Linked DNA regions of Mus musculus: region 2 is linked to region 1. The links are chromatin contacts, called in public Hi-C maps. All regions are on one chromosome and are shown on one strand. The core of a region is the stretch at or near the end of the contact, and the rest is flanking DNA. Distances in the headings are between cores, read along the strand shown. Region 1 overlaps Ephb2 (Eph receptor B2). Region 2 holds the start of Ephb2 (Eph receptor B2).

What was found. Hi-C and Micro-C count contacts between places; a contact is called where the count stands out from the background.
Region 2: a contact with region 1 is called in a Hi-C map of cerebellum, with 2.2 times the contacts expected there. The contact joins the promoter of Ephb2 here to the enhancer-like site in region 1. A contact is called at or near these places in 6 of 39 promoter capture datasets (the HPC-7 cell line, cranial neural crest, embryonic stem cells and 3 more), 5 of 484 Hi-C or Micro-C datasets (bone marrow-derived macrophages, cerebellum, embryonic fibroblasts and 1 more), 24 of 115 datasets of contacts at active chromatin or transcription factors (the HPC-7 cell line, the NIH/3T3 cell line, the SCID.adh cell line and 16 more) and 2 of 9 other capture datasets (adipose tissue and pancreatic islet).

The regions. Positions count from the first base shown.
Region 1 is chr4:136,714,294-136,720,781 of GRCm38.p6, forward strand. The region is part of intron 3 of Ephb2 (Eph receptor B2); the gene reads right to left. Among named protein-coding and RNA genes, the nearest start is that of Gm52708, 82 kb to the right of the region's middle. Within about 2 kb of position 2,603, at least 17 of the 459 cell types and tissues checked have an H3K27ac peak or open chromatin away from gene starts, as enhancers often do. A contact at or near this core is called in cerebellum and embryonic brain, where this site is marked.
Region 2 is chr4:136,831,894-136,838,381 of GRCm38.p6, forward strand. It overlaps Ephb2 (Eph receptor B2), which reads right to left and starts at 4,119. Exons shown (of 16, transcript NM_010142.4): 1 at 3,877-4,119. The coding sequence starts at 3,937. Gm31536 (a long non-coding RNA gene) reads left to right here and starts at 4,042. Exons shown (of 5, transcript XR_881502.3): 1 at 4,042-5,993.

The DNA of each region.
Region 1 (6,488 bases), core at 1,353-3,852:
TCTGCCCTGGACCTTGGCTGTCATACTGGATAGCCATCCTGCTGCCCTGGTGAGCACCTAGAGGACCCCAGTGCATCTCTTCAGAAGAAACAGCACTTTGGGGGTTCAAAGCCAGCCTCAGCTTTTACTAGCCAAGGTCTTCAGAAGATCCTCTGGTCCTGAAAAGGATATCAACACTGCTTTAAAAACACCAAGGCAGATATCAGGGGGTCACAGACCCTCATCTCTCTGCCCTTTGCCTTTGAGTAACCTTGGGGGAGTTGCTTGAACCTCCAGAGCTTTGGTTTTTCTCAGTCGTGAAGTGGGGACACTCCCTAGCAGAGCTTTGCATAGAGAGAATAAAGTAAGATTGCAAGTGGGAGGCACCATGGGCAGGCGCGGACTCAGTCGACGGCCATTCACAACATCTGTCTTTCCTTAAATGAATCATTCACTCAGCAGAAATGACACGCCTATAGCCAGGACTGATGGTGCACACCTGGACTCCCAGCCACTCAGAGACTGAGGGGGCAGAATTACAAGCTCAAGGCCAGCCCAGGCTACAGCATGAGTAAAAACAGGATCTGGGTTGCAGCTCAGCTCACCTTGTGTGCACATAGGAAGCCCTGAGTCCAAGCTCCAGCACACTGGAAACTGAGTTTGGTGCACAGGAGGTGGACTCAAGACCAGGAGACTACAGCTCTCCTTGGCTGTGCATCAGGTTTGAATCCACATAATAGCTTGCAGAAGAACGTGGGGGGAGGAAGGAAAGAAGGAAGGAAGGAAGGAAGGAAGGAAGGAAGGAAGGAAGGAAGGAAGGAAGGAAGGAAGGAAGGAAGAGAGGGAGGAATGGAGGGAGGGAGGGAGGAAGAAACCAAGAGGGGTGGCTGGAGAGATAGCTCAGTGGTTAGGAACACTTGTTCTTCACGCAAAGGTCCCAGGCTTACTTCTCTACACCAACGTGGAGGCTGACAATTAATCTGTAATTCCAGTTCCAGGGGCTCTGATGCCTTTTCCCGTCCCCGTGAGCAGCAGGTATACAGTGGCACACAGATAAATACAAGCAAGCACTTAAGCACATAAAATAAATAAAGTTGGAAGAGGCAGGCAGATCTCTGAGTTTGAGGCTAGCTTGGTCTGTAGAGCAAGTTTCAAGACAGCCAGAGCTACACCGAGAAATCTTGTCTCAAAAAACCAAAAACAAACAAACAAACCTTAAAAAGAAGAAAAGATGACCCAATGGGTGTAGCTCGTGGTAGAGCACTTAACAAACCTGAGGCCCTAGGTCCAATCCCCGGTACACTAGCTGCTTACACAATAACATACCACTTAGGTCCTTACATGGGAGCTTAGAGTCATCAGACAAGGAGAAAGAACAAGCAGATATTAACACACACACACACACTCAGACACTCATACACACACTCACACACACACACTCAGACACTCATACACACACTCTCACACACACTCAGACACCCAGGCACACACTCACACAGACACACACACACACACACACTCTCTCTCTCTCTCTCTCTCTCTCTCTCACACACACACACACACACACACACACACTCAGACGCCCACACACACTCAGACGCCCACACACACACACACACACACACACACAAATCTCAGACACTCAGACACACACACTCACTCACACACACACTCATACACACACTCACACACACAAAAATACAGGGAAATTGTTATAGGGTGTGCGGGAAGTGAGGCTTAGCTGCAGTGGGGGTTGGGAGCGCCTCTGAGGGGACCCCTGAGCTGGTCCACCTAGTGCTAATTCAGGAAAGGGATCCATTATGGAGGGAACAGAATTTGCCAGGAGGAGCTGCGAGGCTGGGAGGCTGGGGGCGAGGGGAGGGGGGAAGGGTAGGCTGGGTGGACAAGAGGTTGATGAAGGGGAGGGGGCCTGGTGGGTGGGGTCAGAGCAAGAGGAAGGAGGCGAAGAAGTGGCCCTCTTAGCCACTGGGAAGAGACCAAGCTGGGCTTTCCCTACAGAAGGACCCCATCAGGGTTCTAGCTGGTTTGTGCTCAGAATGGATCCCCCATGTGTTCAGTGAGGAATGGGCTACGGTGAACGGGGAGGCCACCGAGGAGGCTTCACTGTGGCCATGGCCGAGTCGGACATAGACAGGGCTGTGGAGTTGAGGTGTGGGAGGAGATGAGGCTTAACCAGGACTCTGAGCAAGCCCAATGTGAGGGCTAAGAGGTGAAATGATACCGCATCCTTCCGTCTGTGAAGGACCGAAGGCATTCCTCCATGCCTGTCTGCTTTGCACGCGGCTCTCCATGGCCCTCAATCTGTGAGCTGGCAGCCCAGTGAGAGTGGGTAATTAGGCTTCTGGGACAGGTGCCCAGGGGGCCAGCAGAGCCCTGCAGAGCCTGTGGCCATGCCGCTCCTTGGCAATAAGTGGAGAGGGAAGAGAGTGGCTTTTGGCAGCTTCTCATTCCATTTTTAGGGTCCTCCTGCCTCCTTGGAGGGGAACATAGCATCTTACTCCCCAGGGGATGCGGTGCCCCCGACACCCTTTCCTGGAAGCCTCGGATCTGGCCCTGATCCTCTTGGCTCACACTCCTTGCAAACCCAGCCCATGCCAGGAAGGGCTCTATGCATTCAAATAGGACTCCCCAGAGACCCAGGCTCTCTTTCTAGAGTTCGCCCAGCAGTGGGCATTCCCTCATTGTGACAGATACGGCAGGAGCGTGTGGGCACAGCTCACATAGTTGTCCCCGTTCTGATCTCAGTCTAGGGCTCTTCCAGAGCAGTTGGCCTCCCTGCTTCTATCCTCATGACTCAAGAGCTAGGCTGTCACCTTTCCTCTGTGCTGATGAGGATGGTGTGGCTCAGAGCGGGAAGTGGCTGGCTGTTGAGGGATAGGCAGGGGTTGGTGGGAGAACTGGCAGGTCCCCACCTCTGGTGCTGAGCTGAGCAGTGTCTTTGGTACAAGGTCCTCCTTTGACACCAGGTTCCTTCCTGGTCTGCACAGATTTAAACAGCATCAGGTGGTTCTGCTTCAGGGCAGTGGAACAGCAAAGCTGTCTATGGACAGCAGGCCTGGAATGGACACTAATGCACGTCTCCTAAGAAAGCTAAAAGGACTGATGTGGTAGTCACTTAGGTACAATGAGAGAGGCAGCCTAGTACCCTCTGCACTCCTCAGAGGGTTGATGCTGTGCCCATGCATCCATCCATCCATGCATCCATCCACCCATTCATTCATCCATGTATCCATCAATTCATCCATCCATGCATCCATCCATCCTTCTATCCATGCATGCATGCATGCATCCACTCATCCACCCATTCATCCATCCATCCATCCATCCATCCATCCATCCATCCATCCACCCATGCATCCATCCACCCATGCATCCACCCATTCATCCATCCATGTATCCATCAATTCATCCATCCATGCATCCATCCATCCTTCTATCCATGAATGCATGCATGCATCCACTCATCCACCCACTCATCCATCCATCCATGCATCCATCCATGCATTCACCCATCAATGCATCCATCTATCCATCTATCCATCCATCCATCCATCCATCCATCCATCCATCCTTCTATCCATCTCTTCATTCATATAACCATTTGCCCTCTCATCTACCACCCATACATTATCTATTCATCCATTCATCTACCCACCCACTGATCTATCCACATATACACCATCTTCTCTTTCCTACAGCCACCCATCCACCCACCCACTGATGCATGCATGTATGCAATATGTACCTACCATCTATCAATCCACTCACCCACCCATCCATCCACCCAGTCACTCACCTATCCACATTCACACAGACACAGACACAGACACGCACACACACAGACAGACACACACACACACAGACACACACACACACACACACACACACACAGACACATACACACACACACACACACACACACACACACGCATCAGTCGAGATTTACCTTTATCAGCCAGCCAGACACCATGCCAGGATCAGGTTCAAGTCCCAAATAGTAACAAACAGGACCCTGACTTGTCCCGCCAAGGCTGCGTGCGGCAAGGCCTGGGGTAAATTCTTAGCCGTAAGCCGAGGGAGTTCAAAGCATGGCTGGGAGCCAATGCAGTCTGCACGTGTAGAGCTGGGCTTGGCCCAACCAGCAGGCAACTAGATCAGCATCCTATACACAAGGCCACTCCAGTCTCATCTGCCCTGCTCGGCTCTGCAAAGTCTTATTCACCAGGGCCGGTGACCTCATCTATGACATCACTACCTGACCTCATAGGCTAAAGATTTAGCGCCAAGAAACTTATGTAAATGAAAATCCTGCATTGGACTCCATGAACTGTCTTCTGCTCACTGGAGGAGTATTACTGTCAACATGGCCTCCTTTGAGATGCTTTCCTTAACCACACTGTGTTGGTCTGACTGTGAAATGTCTTGTATCTGAACACGGTCCCCAGTCGCTGGCGCAGTTTGGGAAGGTTGTGAAACCTTTAGAAGAGGCCACTGAGGGTGGGCCTTGAGGTTTTGTAGTTTGGCTTTACTTCCTGTTCACACTTCCTGTTCCCTCTCTGGGCTGGTCTCATGCCCCTGTCACCATGCCTCTTCTCCAAGGGTTTGATCCCTCAGGAACTGTGAGCCAAACACTTTATCCCTTCAGTTACTTTAGTCAGAGCATTTTAACACAGCACTATAAAGATAATTAAGATACACTGTGTCCCCAGCCTGTCTCTGAAGACCCCGGATGCTTCTACATCATAATTGACGCACTGCCCCACCCTGACTCTGAGCATAACCAGGCTTTCTTCACCTTTGTCTTTCATACAAAGCTGGGCATTTGGGGAGCCTCACCAAGAGCATGTGTGGAGGGCAGAGTGGACGAGAACACCTGGCTGTGGGTCCCAGCCTTGACCATCTGGTCACACCTTCGGGCAGTCTGTAAAGAATTTCATCTTGCCTCCCAACTCTGACCAGCCAAGTGACGGCTGCTCCTGTGATTAGGAAAGCTCCTGGAAGCGGTGGGAAGAGGATTAATCTACTGGTAATGCCTTCCCTGGGCTCAAGCGGTGTGAGACAATGGGCACACCTCATCTCCTACATCACAGAAAAGTCACCTGCTCTTTTGTGAACAGTGGAGGAAACAGTGTACAGGTGAATGTAATGTTTTTCACTGGGAGTGGTGGCGCACGCCTTTACTCCCAGCACTCGGGAGGCAGAGGCAGGTGGATCTCTGTGAGTTCGAGGCCAGCCTGGTCTACAGAGTGAGTTTCAGGACAGCGAACGTTATACAGAGAAACTCTGTCTCAAAACCCAAAACAACAACAACACACACACACAAAAGAACAACAACAAAAAAACCCCAAACAAACCCAAAACCCCCAAACCCAAACCCAACCCAAACTAAAAACAACAAAAAGTAATGGTTTAAGTTTAAAATAAAGAGAATATCATGTCCAACAAGATATTCTCTCTCTCTCTCTCTCTCTCTCTCTCTCTCTCTCTCTCTCTCTCTCTCTCTCTCTCTGTGTGTGTGTGTGTGTGTGTGTGTGTGTGTGTGTGTGTAACAGGGGTTTCTGGAATATGCTGGCCTAAGTTTTGCTATGTAGCTGAAGATGACCCTGAAATTCTTTCTGGACCTCCTGCACAGTGGTAGGTAACCCCATTACCTTGTCTACCCAGTTTATGTGGTGCTGGAAATGAAACCCTGGGCTTTGTGGGTAGCAGGCGGGCACTCTTCCAACTGAGCCACGCCTCCAGGCCCCCTTTTGTTCTTTAGCTCCCCCATCCCCTGCGTCTGCAGGTGAGCAATCTAAACTCAATTATATCCAACATTGTGGAACTGTGAGGGCCACACCCTCCTGGGTACACACTTCCTCTGGGGACAGGAGCCACACACTCGCCCAGGGCTTGGTACTCGGCAGGTACCCAGCGAGAATGATCTTCCAACCGTAGTTATCACGAGCCTTTGTAGGGGGAACGAGGCTTATCTCACTTCAGTGCAGGGCAGGAGACTTAAACTGCAAGTGCAGACATGCTCCGAGAGCAGTGTAGACACCCACCTAGAGCAGCCACATGACAGACTAGACAGACAACACTGCCCCTTGAGTCTCTGGATTCCTGACCAGGGCCACCAACACCAACCACACTGCACTCTGAACCCACAAACATTTCACATTGACCCCAGACTTCATGGGGACTCTGGTGAGACAAGGGCAGCCATGGTCCTCAACTGACACAGTGGCACACTGGTACTCAGAGAGGTGGGGGGGGGTCTCACTCCTGGGGTCACATCAGGCTGGGATCAGGCCAGCTGTGGAATCTGGGCTCTGCATTTTCTCAGCCAACTCTGCTTTCAGGAAAGAAGAAAATGCAGAGGCACACAAGGATGTAACTCCCTTTTGTGGGAAGCCAAGCCCTACCTTGTGCAGCCTCGCAGAAAGGGGGTGGGCTAGGAGGGGAGACAAGAAGTCACAGACCTGAGCAGTGGGGTACCGACTGCCAAG
Region 2 (6,488 bases), core at 2,869-5,368, 120 kb after region 1:
CCCCAGTTCTTTCCCTCCCATGCTTGTCCCAGGCCCACTCACTGAGCACTCTATCCATCGACTGTGCGGTAGCTGACCACGCACTTGCCCTTGAGTATCATAGCAAGCAGCTCTGCACACTGGGATGCTACGGCCAAGGCAGCAGCTTGAGTCACTGCCTCCTGAGGTTCATGGTCCAGAGGGCCAGGCACCATGAAACAAGGAAACCAATATGGTTGTTACAAAGTCAAAAGAAGCTGGTAAGATACAAAGTATCCAAAGGCTTCTTGGAAAGTATAGTGTTTGAGCAGTTTTATGTTCCATAACTCTGGACGTTCAAAAGGTCCAGGGAGTCTGCGCCTTCAGGGAACTCAGAGTCCAGACCAGCCTTCCTCTGCAGGACCAAGTCTGGATATTCTCAGCATCCCCCATCACTGAAGTCATCCATCTTCCCAAACACAAATCTGGCTAGGTCCCTCAATAAACAAGTCAAGAACCTTCAATGCCTCCCTCTCCACTTCCCTCAACATCTTAACCTTCCACCCCAGCCTTTCTGCATCTGCCTGGTCTTCCTTCTAAGTCTTGGCTCCCACTAGTGTCCTCGGGGCACACTCCCTTAGGTCACACCCAAGGAAATGCCAGATCATCGGGCTCCCGGGCCTTTCCATATGCTGCTAGCTTGCCTGGCAACATTTTTCCTCTTCCTCACAGTCCCAAAGTCAACTGCCTCAACTCTGAAGAGACCAATCTGTGAAAAAAAAACCCACCAAAAACCACCAGGTGGCTAAGAAAGTTCATTGCCGGGAGAGTGGGGAGTGAAAAAATGAACCGGCAGCACAGAGCCATAAAAGAGGAAACAACCCTTTTCCAGCCCAAACTGCACCCCCAGGTGGCCCTCAACTTCCTCCTGGCAGTGCTAGGGGACACACTTCACACATTCGCTCTTGCCAACGATTTTCTCTGTCAGCCTGTCCCCTGTCTCCTTGCAGGCCCCAGGGTCCAGCACCAGCCAGCCAAAAAGGAAGCACCATCAATATTTGGAAAGCAAACGAAGGGCTGTGAAGGGGAGAGACCTCTGCCTTTACATTCCATCTAGTAGTGAGTCGGCCACCATCCTCTGTCAGATGTGTCCCTGGGCCCAGCTCCAGATGTTCAACACTTTGCTTTTCCTGGAGGGGGTCTTGTGGTTTGGGCGAGACATTATGCTCACCATTCTTGCCGGGGGTGGGGGGAACCACTCCCCGGCGTGCGCACGCACACACATACGTGCACATACACACGTGCACCTCATCTCCTCGCAAGCATTCCACAGGCTAGAGCTGGAAATCCTTAGGCTGTAATGCTCAGGGCAGCCCCGTGATGGGCTAGGAGACAGAGCAAGCCAGAAGAGAAAGAAAGGCAGGCAGTGGTGGTCTTACGGCTCTGGATGCTGGAGGCCAGGGCTGTCCTCCCTGGCCTCTGGCCTCCATACTGTCCCACAGACGGGGCTGCATCTTGGAGCATCCAATGTGCCCCAGATATGCTATAGGCAGTACCACCTACTCTTCCTTTCCAGGACAAAGGCATACCCAATTCTTACAGTTGGATTATTTCTCCATCCACTATTCAGTAGGATGTTTACGATCACACAGGTGAGACAGTCACTGTGATCACCTTAAGTGACAGAGGAGAAAAAAAAGAGGCTTGGAGGAAGGATTTAGGGATGGCTGGTATAAAGATGGAATCCACAGAGAATAGCCAGAGGCCCTACCTAGGGAAACTGAGGCTCCTACAGAGAAGGCAGCTACCCCAGCGTCCCGAGAGAATTACAAGCAGTCCCCTGGGGTCCACCTCATACCTTCTCTCAGTCCAATATGAGCTAATCATGATGAATTAAATTCTCCAGAGTTCTCCTACTCCTGCCCCCAAACGGGCAACCATCCCGTCTTGTGACATCAGCTGCCAACCAGCTCTGTGTCCAGGGCCAGGGCCCAGCCAGGCCACAGCCCCCCCAGATTCTAACCACCCACTTGCCAGAGCTGGACAGACGTGGCCCTTCCATCTACCCCACGGTAATTAAAAACACACTCGGGCCTTCTCAAACGCACAAGAGAGGCCAATTTTCTTCCCCTCCAGCCCCACTGACTGCAACCTAAATAGCAATATTTATGCCAAGCTCCCCATAATACTGTAAACATCCCAACGTATAGCGGGCCAGCACATGAGTCATTTCCCCAAAGCCGGAGTAATACGCGGTACACCAACCAGCTCCCAGGGAGCTCCCCGCCAGCAGCCGGGCTCCACGGCTGCCCTCCACACCCAGGGCCCGTGGCACCCTCAGTGCCCTGGCCACCCCACTCTGGGAAACCGCAGGCAGCCGCCAAATCCTGCAGGAGCCGGAGGACAGCTGCCTTGGTGCCAAACACTATGGCTGCCATCCAAGGACCCCCCCCCTTCTCCTCCCCACTGCGGTCACTAAAATGCTCATTACTGGGAAAGAAACTAAGTTATAGCACGGGGTCCCCCACCATGCCTGGAGTGGCTGTGCCTGGAGCCCTCAAGGCTTCTTCACACCTCACCCCAAAGTGACCCAAGAATAGGGCACTCTGTGTCTCACCCCTCAAGCCCTCGGTGGCACACTCCTAGAACGGGTCACCTTCTTTAGGGGTAAGAAAACCCAGCCAGTTGTTTGAAAGACCTCAGACTCAGGGCCTATTTTTATCACCCAATGGCTAGGGCTGAGACAGGATTTTTCTGAACCCGCGGTTTCCCTATTTGCTAAAAACCAGTAAAAATTCGACCCATCTGGCTTCCCGGAAGACTTCTGAAGGATTCAACACAGATTGTCGGCCGGCAAGCACTTTGCAAAGAAGGCTTCAAGTACCTTGTCAACCGTGCAGCACGCTGTAAACCACGGAGAGCAAAGTACTTCATAAACTGAAGCGACTGGCAAACTGTAGAGCACAGTACACGTGAGAACCATTATTAGGATTCACGCCTGGTCCTTCCAGCCCGGCCATTCCTGGTGGACACACCCAGACCCCCACTAACAACTTTTCCTCCAAAGCCAGCGAGCTGCGACCACCTGGCAGCCACTCCCGCCCCCGGGGGGTCGGGTGGTACCACAGCGCGAGGCCTCGGGGAGAGGCCCAGAGACCCAGGCCAAGGCCAACAACACATGGCAAAGCATCTGGTCCGGTCTCTGACGGCAGCTGGAGAGTTCTCGGGGCTCCAGACTCCACGCTGAGCTCTGTCGCCCACGGGGCGGTGGCCCGCGGAGGTACCCGGAGAACCCGGCGCGCAAGAGTGATGCCCATCGCCCCATCCCCCGCTCAGTCCTGCTGGGGAGGGGACCCCATTGTACGCCGCGAGCGACCGGGCGGGCACGGACGCGAGGGTGGGGGACACGCGCGCTTCGCTCCACTCCACGGGTGCCCCTGCTCTTCGGGTGGCCCAGGCTGCATCCAAGGGGGCGCGGCCAGGGATCCCCAATCCTTGGCGCGGCCGCGGTGCCTCCCTCGGAACGCTCCCTGCCAAACTTTGCAGCACCCACTGCGCGCCGGGCCCGCGCCCCTGAGCTCGGTGCCGAGGCATTGCCGGGCTCTGCGGGGATGCGGGGACCTCGGTGGCGGGCGCGCAGTGGTAAGACCCCCCAGCCCTGGGCGGCGCTCACCCGGCTGGCTACAAAGCCTCGGCAAGATGGTCCCTTCGCCTCCTCCTGGCACAGTCAATCAGCGCCCGCCGCTCGCCCGGGCGCCCGCGGGGCCCCGCGTCTTTCCCAGCGGTGGCCGCCGGCCACACCTCCCCGCGGCCACCTGCGCCCGGCACCGGCCCCCGGGCAAACTTTGCGACCGCGGGGCCGAGTGAGGGGGCGACCCGGGGCCGAGGCGGCCGCTCCCCGCCCCCATCCCCGCTCACCTTCCACGGCGGCTAGCAGCGGCAGCAGCAGCAGCGCGGCCCCCAGCCTGCGCACGGCCATTGCTGCGCTGCCCGGAGCCTCCGGCCGCGGCGCCGCGGGGACCCCCGGGCTGGAGCGCGCGCCCCGGGCTCGGGGGGCCGGCGGGGAGCGGCGGGGCGCGGCGCACACACACACGAGCCGCCGCCGCCGCGCAGCCAGCAGAATGAGCCATCCAGCCCGGGCAGAACGGGGACCCGGGCTCCGCCAGCGCTGGGCACGGCCCACCTGAGCCGCGGGCGTGGGGGGAGCCGGGGTTGGACTGCCAATCCTGTGCCTCTGCCCGGTGCACCCACGGGTTGCACCACGCCCGAGTCATGATCTTCTAAATCTTTTGAGTCCCTTCGGATGGGGCAGCAACCGTGTTGGAGCATCGTGACCCCACTCACCCGGGTGTCCGGGACCCCGGAATCCCCCCCGCGCAGCAGTGGTCTCTCCCGGCGCTGTGGCTCCTCCAGATAAAGCAGCGATTTCAGCCCAAATGTTTCTCAATTTTTATTGAATGCTGCAAAGCCGAGATCGTCTGGCGCGGCTGACAGGAGCAGAGAGAGGGGACCCGGGGCGGGGGGGCGGAGAACGAGGAAGGGGCTGCCCAAAGCCGGGGGACTGGCCCTACCTGTCAGGACTGGGAGTGCCACCCCCTTGCCTGAGCCCTGCCACCCGCGTCCCTGCGGCTTCGAAAGGGACTGAACTGCAATGAATGAGGGGGGGAAAGAGGGGGGAGCTGGGAACAAAACAGGCGGCTTTCCCAGGCTCTAGGGTTGGGCTGGGGCCTCTGCCTGGGAGAGTGGGCCTTGGCGCTCGCCCGCGGGCCCGGGGTTCTCTCTGGCAGGAGTGGCGGGCCCTGGCAGGCAGACCCCGGGCCTTCCCTCCTTGCCTTGTTGTCTTGCGCGAGCCCACCGGCCCCTCCCCGCGGACCTTCCCAGCCGCACATTGTATTTCTCCTCTGTTGATCTGGTTCCCGGTGCAGTTTGCGAGCAGGGGTGTGGAGGAGGCCCGGGGGTGGGGGGTGCCTAGCGACAGCCCCTACTCCACCCCTCGGTGGAATGGACCTGTCTGGGCTGCTCGGTTTTGTGCATAGCTGTCCCTTCGGGGAGGACACAACCCCTTGTTCCATTTCTGCGGGCCCAGCCTGCTCTGACAGCCTTCATCACCATCATCATTAGCGGGCTTGCTGAGACCGGTGGTGGGAGGACTGGAGGGATCCTGCGGGAACCACCCAGGCAGGGCCCCTAGCCTTTGGGACCCGCGCTCCTGAAAACACACTTAGCCAACAGCACTGGCCATGATCATTGCAGTGGGTGGAAGAATGCTTTAGAGAGACAAGCTGTTAAAAGTCCAGTGCAGACCTCTCCAGTCCCTTTGTCCCACAAACTAACAAAACGTCCCAGAGATGTCTTCCCTTCAAGGCCCATCAGACAGACTGTCCTGAGACACCAACTGAGGTTTGGAAATTTGGGGCACCCTTTGAAGCATTGAGAGTCCATCAGAAATGAACCTCAGCCTGGGAGGCCACCTGGAAATGGTGGGCCTCGAAGGTTGCAAAGGAGGCAGAACAGAAGTGAGCCGGGGAGAATAGAAGACAACAGGGAAGATCACCCTCTCTGCCAACACCTTCCACTCCGTGTTGCCTGCAGACTCCTGCCTGGGGTAGAAGTTAATTGGGTGCCCTGGCTTTTTTTTTTTTTTCTCTGTTTCTCCTCATCAGACAAACCAAGGGGCTTAGGATTTGGTGGACTCTGAGCCTTTTCTCCTCCATCCCTGGTGTATACAGGTGGCCCCTCCCCATTTCCAGAAACATTTATGGGCCATCTATTACATCCTGGGTGGATTCAGCTCTGCTTTCTTTCTATCCCCTGGGGACCCTTGTCACCATCCACCCACCCCTAGCAATTGCTTCCTTCTTGATTTAAAATCCTTTTTGATTCAAAATACAAATACTAGATTTTAGCATCCTTTGAGAACCCGGGTACCAGGGATGAGGCTCGGGGCTGTTCACGTTTCCAGATTTTCCTCTCCTCCATTGTCACAACTCTGGTGGCAGGTGCAGGCCATCTCAGGTGATGAGACTGAGGACCAGGTAAGTCATCTGCTCAAGGCCAAATAGCGCATCGGAGCTAGGATTCAAGCAGTGTCTGACACCCACACTCATCCCTTGGGCCTTGCATAGGTCCATAGAACACGTTTATTCAGTTAGCCAACTTCCCACAGTCACTGAAAACCTTATCATTAATTGATAGCAGTCTGGACTTTTACCTGGCCAAACGCAAAAAAAAAAAAAAAAAAAAATCACTGTAGCAATAAACAAAGCCCCGTATCTTCCCCATCCCGTTCTCCCTCCGTGTTGTATGATTCCCCATTTGAGATCCTATAGAAAGGCTGAGTCTTGTCAGCCATCCAAGGCCTTCCTCTCTGCTCTCTTGGCAACTGCCTTCGACTCCGCCTTTGTCCCAGCCAAACCCTATCCAGCTTTCTCTGCTCTGTGACCAGGATTCCACCTCATCAACCCCTTACTAAGTGCCTTCACTAACTTTGGCCTCTTCGGGACTGACACCCATTTGCTTAGGATTTTCCG